Regions from separate parts of the Sus scrofa genome. Here region 2 is linked to region 1. The links are chromatin contacts, called in public Hi-C maps. All regions are on one chromosome and are shown on one strand. Each heading gives the region's core, a stretch centred on a gene start, on an enhancer-like site or on the middle of the called end of the contact. The rest is flanking DNA. Distances are from core to core; before and after follow the strand shown. Region 1 overlaps PHACTR1 (phosphatase and actin regulator 1). Region 2 overlaps GFOD1 (glucose-fructose oxidoreductase domain-containing protein 1).

What was found. Hi-C and Micro-C count contacts between places; a contact is called where the count stands out from the background.
Region 2: a Hi-C map of heart right ventricle shows a contact between it and region 1, with 2.4 times the contacts expected there. The contact joins two enhancer-like sites. A contact is called at or near these places in 1 of 47 Hi-C or Micro-C datasets (heart right ventricle) and 1 of 2 datasets of contacts at active chromatin or transcription factors (alveolar macrophages).

What each region holds. Positions count from the first base shown.
Region 1 is chr7:9,327,137-9,330,510 of Sscrofa11.1, forward strand. All of the region lies in intron 4 of PHACTR1 (phosphatase and actin regulator 1), which reads left to right. Among named protein-coding and RNA genes, the nearest start is that of PHACTR1, 220 kb to the left of the region's middle. Within about 2 kb of position 1,350, at least 5 of the 83 cell types and tissues checked have an H3K27ac peak or open chromatin away from gene starts, as enhancers often do.
Region 2 is chr7:9,781,483-9,785,195 of Sscrofa11.1, forward strand. All of the region lies in intron 1 of GFOD1 (glucose-fructose oxidoreductase domain-containing protein 1), which reads right to left. Among named protein-coding and RNA genes, the nearest start is that of GFOD1, 71 kb to the right of the region's middle. Within about 2 kb of position 2,104, at least 25 of the 83 cell types and tissues checked have an H3K27ac peak or open chromatin away from gene starts, as enhancers often do.

The sequences.
Region 1 (3,374 bases), core at 100-2,599:
ACATGTTTGAAATGTACCATTTGAGAGTTTTTAGTGTCTACACATGAAACCATCACCACCATGAAGACAAATGAACCTACGTCTCACTCCCAAAAGTTTCCTTGGGCCTCCCTTTTTTTATCCCTATGGCTGCACCTGTGGCACATGGAAGTTCCCAGACTAGGGGTCATATTGGAGCTGTAGCTGCTGGCCTACACCACAGCCACAGCCACAGCCACAGCCACAGCCACAGGAGATCTGAGCCACATCTGCGACCTACACCACAGTTCACGGCAACACAGGATCCTTAGCCCACGAGGCCAGGGATCAAACCCACGTCCTCATGGATGCTTGTTGAGTTCATAACCCTCTGAGCCACAGGGGAACTCCCCTTGTGCCTCCTTTTAATCTCCCCTTTGATCCCTCTCCCACACCCGCATCTCCAAGCAACCAGTGACCCGCTTTCTATCAGTATAGATTAGCTTGCATTTTCTACAATTTTATATAAATGGATTCATACAGCCTGAACTCTCTTTTGTTTGGCTTCTTTCACTCAGCATAATTAGTCTGGGATTCATCCAGGTCATTGCAGGCCTCAGCAGCTGAGTGGTGTTCTGTCGTGTTGCACATACCCTGGTTTGTCTCTCCACTCACCTGTTAGTGGACATTGGGCTTTAATGGCCAGTTTGGGGCCATTACAAACTCAACTGCTAGGAACATTCGTGTACAAATCTTGGAGTTCTCGTCATGGCTCAGTGGTTAACGAATCCAACCAGGAACCATGAGGTTGCAGGTTCGATCCCTGGCCTTGCTCAGTGGGTGAAGGATCCAGCGTTGCCGTGAGCTGTTGTGTAGGTCGCAGATGTGGCTTGGATCCCACGTTGCTGTGGCTCTGGCATAGGCTGGCAGCTACAGCTCCGATGAGACCCCTAGCCTGGGAACCTCCATATGCCGAAGGTTTGGCCCTAGAAGAAACAAAACCAAAACAAATCTTTGTATTAGACCCACACTCTTCATCATTACCTAACACAGTTTTCTTTTAAAAAGATAAAAATAGGATGCACGGAAGATGCATCGTGTGGCAGAATTACACTGATCCAGACCTGAGACTTCTAAATCCCAGAACCATCCTAGTCTGAGGGTAAGGAGTAGCCCCTGAAAAATACAGTTGCAAACCCTTTCATGTCGCTTGGTTCCTCCATAATCCGAGGAGAGACTACCTTAGATAACCTAGCAGCAGAAATGCCCTGTTTGTACTCTCTCTCCCGCATTTACTAACAGTGTGACTTGTCAACGACTCACTTGTCCTCTCCAGACCTCTCTCCTCATGAGTCAACAACATCCCAGCCAAGCCGAAGGCTGACTCATAGCACGCACTCATCAGAGGCAAACTGGATTATCCGCGGAGTTGTGCGTTGCACGGCCACTCCACTGTTCCATATTGCTGTGCCCTCCTGATCATCAGGACCTTAGCGTCTCAGAGCTGCATGTCACCTAAGAAACCATATAAGAAAACCAAGGCCCAGAGAGTCAGGGAGTGCCCAAGAGGGCAGGAGGAAGCTCAAAATCCAGGGGTCCCTTCATCGTTTTCAGAACTCTTCCTCCTACACCAAACTGCTGCTTGTTGCTTGTTCAAATTTGATATCAAGCAAATGGGCTGAATTAAGTGGGTGTGGTCCCCCCCCCCATTTTATAATGGATTAGGGTGGCAATCGTCTGTCTTGGTCTATTTACCATACAGTGTGTGATCAAACCGCAGATGCTTCAAGCCTCAGGTCCCAGGAACACCTAGCTAGCTATAGGTGAATGCTACAAAATAGGAAACACTTTGGGGGGAGGGAAGCCGTAATAAGAGAGACAAATAAATGATTCATTTCCCCTCCACTGTTGGTTGAAGTTATAATTACCCAAACTTTAAAAATAAAACCTGAAAAGCATCGCCGTCTCTGTGGCAGCACGGCAGAAGCACACCCCGTTGCATCAGCTCAAATCACACATTTAACAACTGCTGTTTTAGGTTTAGCCTAATTAAGGAATGATTCTTGGTACATGTATTCCTACTGCAATTAAGCAACTCACGGTGTAGGGTGGAATTGTTAAGGCTTCTTAAAACTGCCTTTCCTCTTGCAGGATTAAAAGATGAATATCTCCTAGAGAAGGCAGCTGTAAGAGGTTTGTGTTCTGACTCACGGAAGTCTGAATATATTTGCTTTAGAGTGACTTTTCTTTAGAATAATTTAAATAACAGAGTAATAGGCGGGAAGTGTTTCTCTTGAGGATGGTGAGGTAGGCAATGGAGATAAAATTGCTTTGGAGATGGCTGATCAGAACACAGTTTAGAATTCAGAATACACTCCAAACTTTGAATGGAGGGAGAGATGAGTTTTCATGGAGTTTTGTTGGTTGGGGACCACGTGCTGCCAAAGAAGGGACAGACATGCCCACTCCCAGCCTCCCTGTGTCATGTCCTGCGTGTGTAGTTTGCATGTAAAGCTCGTCCTGGCTTTGCCATGTAAAAAGCAAACAGGTTGGAAATGTTTATGTTGACAGTCATGTTTAATGAACCTCTAAGTGTGATGCTCCCTTACGCCATCATCTGAGTTTCTCAGCCTCTCGTGAGCAGATGAATGAATTCCAGTGTTTGGACAGCTCGTCCCTAATATGCGTCATGTGGTCAGAGACACTTGCTGTTCTGTCCTTGCAGGTGCTGGGACAGAAAGATTGGCACAGACTGAAATGATTCTTAGGACTTTAACCCAAGATGGTGGTGGCTTCTAAATGTCTGTATAGATGAGCCTTGGACTTTCGATACCGTTTCAAGGAGAGGCTGGTTGGGGTTTGGTGTTTAAGAGGCGTTTGCATAGCAGGCATATAGTTTTCACTTGAATGTTATGCTTACCGAAGTCCCTATGGCATCAATTCCACATGAGCCATCATTTGCTGCTGGTGAGGTTCATGGCCAGGGCCGCTCCCTCACCCCTACCAGTTCACCTACAGAAGCTCCTTGGGCCCAGTACATTTGGATAAACCTTCAGCTGGTGAAAGGCTAAACCAGACAGCAGTAAATATCCCTTTAAGGAGTGTTCGCAGAGTGGCAGCAAATTTTGACACATCGTGATGGTTAACCAGCCTCCTGCACAGGTCTGTCACTTGGCCCATTGCCTGCGGTACCCTTCATGACCATTTGTTATGGCCTAAATCTCTCCTGTAAAGGGTCTTCCTTTCACATGACAACTGTGAACAACACCACGTAAAAAACCATGGGAGTTCCTATTGTGGCGCAGTGGAAGTGAATCCAGCTAGGATCCACGAGGATCGATCCCTGGCCTCGCTCAGTGGGTCAGGGATCCGGTGTTGCCGTGAACTGTGGTGTAGGTCGCAGATGTGGCTTGGAT
Region 2 (3,713 bases), core at 854-3,353, 460 kb after region 1:
CCTCAACACGTGACTGTGGAGTCCGGGTTGTTCAAGAGGTCATTTAAGGTAAAAGAAGTCACAAGAGTGGGCTCTGACCCAGTATGACAGGTGTCCTTACAAGGACGCAGACGTGTGGAGAAGGAAGAGCACATGAGGACAAGAGAGGACGGCCACCCCCCAGCCCAGGACGGAAACCTCAGCGGAAACTGACCCTGCCCCCACCTTGAGCTCAGCCTTCCAGCCTCCAGAACCCTGAGGAAATAAATGTCATTGCTGAAGCCACCCAGTCCACAGTGCTTTGTAACAGCAGCCCCGGCAGACTAATACACCACCAGGCTGAGGCTATCGTAGCAGAGCTGCTGTTGAGCTGGTATGAACCCGTGTGGAGGCAGAGCCGGTGTCACATCTGATGGGTGATACTGGTTATAAAATATTGTCCACATCTGCCCCCTCCCCACATCTTGTTAGTCTCATCCCAGTGGTGCCAACCCTCGGATGAGAGACTCAGCCTTTGACTACAGAATCAGCGAGACTATGTCTGCGTTCGGCCTCCCTCGTCTTGCCTCCCCTCACTCCGCCCAGGGCGCTGCCTCCTCTGAGCACCTCCGCTTTCTTTCTTCGAAGCATGGAAGTTGCAAGAGTGGGGCTCCTCTGAGCAAGGTTATCACTAAATCCTCATCCGACAAGCCCTTGAGATCCTGTAGGCTTTAGAGAGAGAGCGTTGGTGGCTGAGGGATGGGACAGGGATGCTATGACAACAAGCACCCTCGGGTTTGCTCAGCACCCGTTCACAGCCTTCCAAGCGCTCTCTGTGATCACCCACTGTACACACAAGACGCCCAGCAACATCTGAACTGGGCAAGAAGTTGTATCAGAGTACCGAGTGGACCCAGGCCAATGGTCCACCCTCTTGCTCTGTCACTCTGTCACTGGCCATCATGTCCCCTGGAAATGTCTGCCCCTGAGTCTATGCATGCTCCTGGCGCCTTTGCCGCTCTCTCTCCTCTCCTCTCTCTCCTTCCCCCCTTCTCCCTTCTCCCTCGCTTTGGTAAAGCTGCTGGCCACACAATTTTGTGGAGCATTTGCCCATGATGCCCTGGGCCTTTCACACTCTCGCAGGCAGCAGAAGGAAGCAGCAGAGGTGAACCGGCAGTCTTAAAAATCTGCCTGGGGACAGGCACCATGAGCACAAGGTCCCCACTTGCTAGGAATGCTTCTGTTGCCACTGATCTCCAGTCTCTCCTGCCACCAAGGTACAGGAGCACAGCTGGGGCCAGCAGGGACAATGACATGTGATAAGCCTGCATTCCTTGGCCAGGGATAATCAAAAGAAGAAATCTGGGCCAAGAAAAACTAATAAAATCTTTTCTAATGGATGGTGCCCACAGGGGCATTCCACGCCAGGAGGGTGGGGAGCTCGCACGTGGCTGAAATTGAGCTCTTTCCTCCTCCAAGGCTGAAAAGGATGGCTGAGCATTCTTTGGCCAAAACGGGGGGTGGGCGTGGGGGAGCACGGCTCTGAAGCATGCATCGCCCCTCCCACCAAGGCCACCCAGCTCCCACCACCTGGCGCAGCAAGCACCTGTGCCCCTGTTTCAAATAAGCACGTGTACAGACCAACCCACAGCTAAACCCAAGAGACGGCCTAGCAGATCAGCCCCCAAGACTGCCGAGGGAACCAGGTTCCATCTCAGAGTTCAATTTGGTTTTGCCTTTTGAACAGCAGGAACTACCCAGCACAAAGATGCCCACGACAAAGAAGGCAACAGAAAATGCATGAGATGGCTAAGCCGCTAAAATCAGGCCCTAGCATCTGCAGGTATGGTTTTCTTCCACTTTCAGTTGCTGAAGTAAAACCATGTTTGTTCTGCAAAGGGAGAAGGGCTCATAATACCAGTCGATGGCAATTTGTATCCGGCCGTGGAAGGCAGCCACTTAAAAGGCTGTCCCCCAGTCAGGCTAAGGGGCATGAAACCACTTGTAAGCACCCGCTAATAGGCCAGGCGCTCGGGGGAGGCCACTGGAGGAAAACAAGAAAACCTGGCGTGGACCCTGTCCACGAGCATCCTGCAATCTGGATGGGCCGGAAAGATGTGCATATTTGGAAGTGACTGGAGGTGGCAGTGCGGTCACACTGGACAGAGGGCCAGATCGTGTGACGCAGGCATCAGTGCTTAAGAATGTGGAGAGTGCCAGGGTCAGCCAGCCCCACTGTACTGCCAACCAACTAGACAAAACTAGCTGGTCAGGCCACAGGGCCCAGCTGCTTGTCTGAGACAGGCGGTGATGCCTTTGGTAGCTCGGGGTTATAACGGCGTCCCTGGCTGGACACACTGCCCAGCACAGAACGGGACAGAGTGGGTCTGAGAGCAGCTCCTGGCGCCAGCACCTGCTGCGCGTGTGACCCCAGGCCCCTCACACGATACTGCTGGGCGCCCACAGCTCCAGCTATAAATGGAGACGGATACATGCACTCCCATCATTGGGCTGTGGTAGAAAGAGCTTGGGCGCAGTGCCTGGCACCCAGGGGGTGCCTGATAAATGCCAGCTGTCATGACCGCGGGCCTGGGCTTCTAAAAGGCCACCCCTCAGCTAACAGCAGGAATCAGCATATTCAGACCAAGTCCAAGGATAGATTCAGTAACAGAAAGTCAACTTAACTGTGAGCGGACAAGGAAGGGCGATTAATTACAAAACAGAAAGAGACTCACAGACAACAGAAAACTAACTTGTGGTTACCAAAGGGGAAAGTGAATCAGGAAGGAATACATTAGGAGTCTGGGATTAACAGGTGCGCACCACTCTATATCAAATAGATAACAACAAGGATTTACTATAGGGCCCAGGGAACTATACTATATTCAAATTCATGTAATACTCCATAATGAAGAATCGGGAGCGAATATATATGCTTAAGTGAATCCCCTCACTGTACACCTGAAACTAACATAATATTTATAAATCACATCTACTTCAGTTAAAAAAAAAAAAAAAGATAAGGGAGTTCGAGGCCCCAGGTGCCAGGAACACAGCATTATGCAGAAGAGGCTGTAGCTCAGAGCGAAGGTCACGGTCCCCCCAGCTCACATGGTCAGGTACAGAAGGCCACCTGCTCTTCCTGCGGGCGGCCAGCGGCTGCGGCACCCAAGCAGGGAAGCGAGGTCAGGGCTCAGGGGAAAGGGCATCGGATGTTCCAGAACATCCAGCGGCAGCCAAGGAGCCCACCCTGTGCTGCAAGGACTCACAACCTGTCACCGCCTGGATTCCCGTCACTCCCCAGCAGCCTCCCCCTCCTGGCGAGAACGCCTAGAACATTCCCCAGAGTTTAAAACATTACCCTCCTGTTCTCATGTTTTCTTTCTTATTTTCTTTAAACTATTCATTTGTTTGGTTATTTATTTATTTATTTTTGTCTTTTTCTCGGGCCACATCCACAGCATACAGAGGTTCCCAGGCTAGGGGTGTAATTGGAGCTGAAGCCGCCGGCCTACGCCACAGCCACAGCAACACCAGATCCAAGCCATGTCTGCGACCTACACCACAGCTCATGGCAACTCTGGATCCTTAACCCACTGAGCGAGGCCAGGGATTGAACCCACAACCTCATGGTTCCTAGTCGGATTCGTTAACCACTGAGCCACGAAGGGAACTCCCTTGTGTTTTCTTAAAGTCAGTCCCCTCCTCTCTTCCACCCCTTCCACAATTTTGTGTGTGTGTGTGTGTGTGTGTTT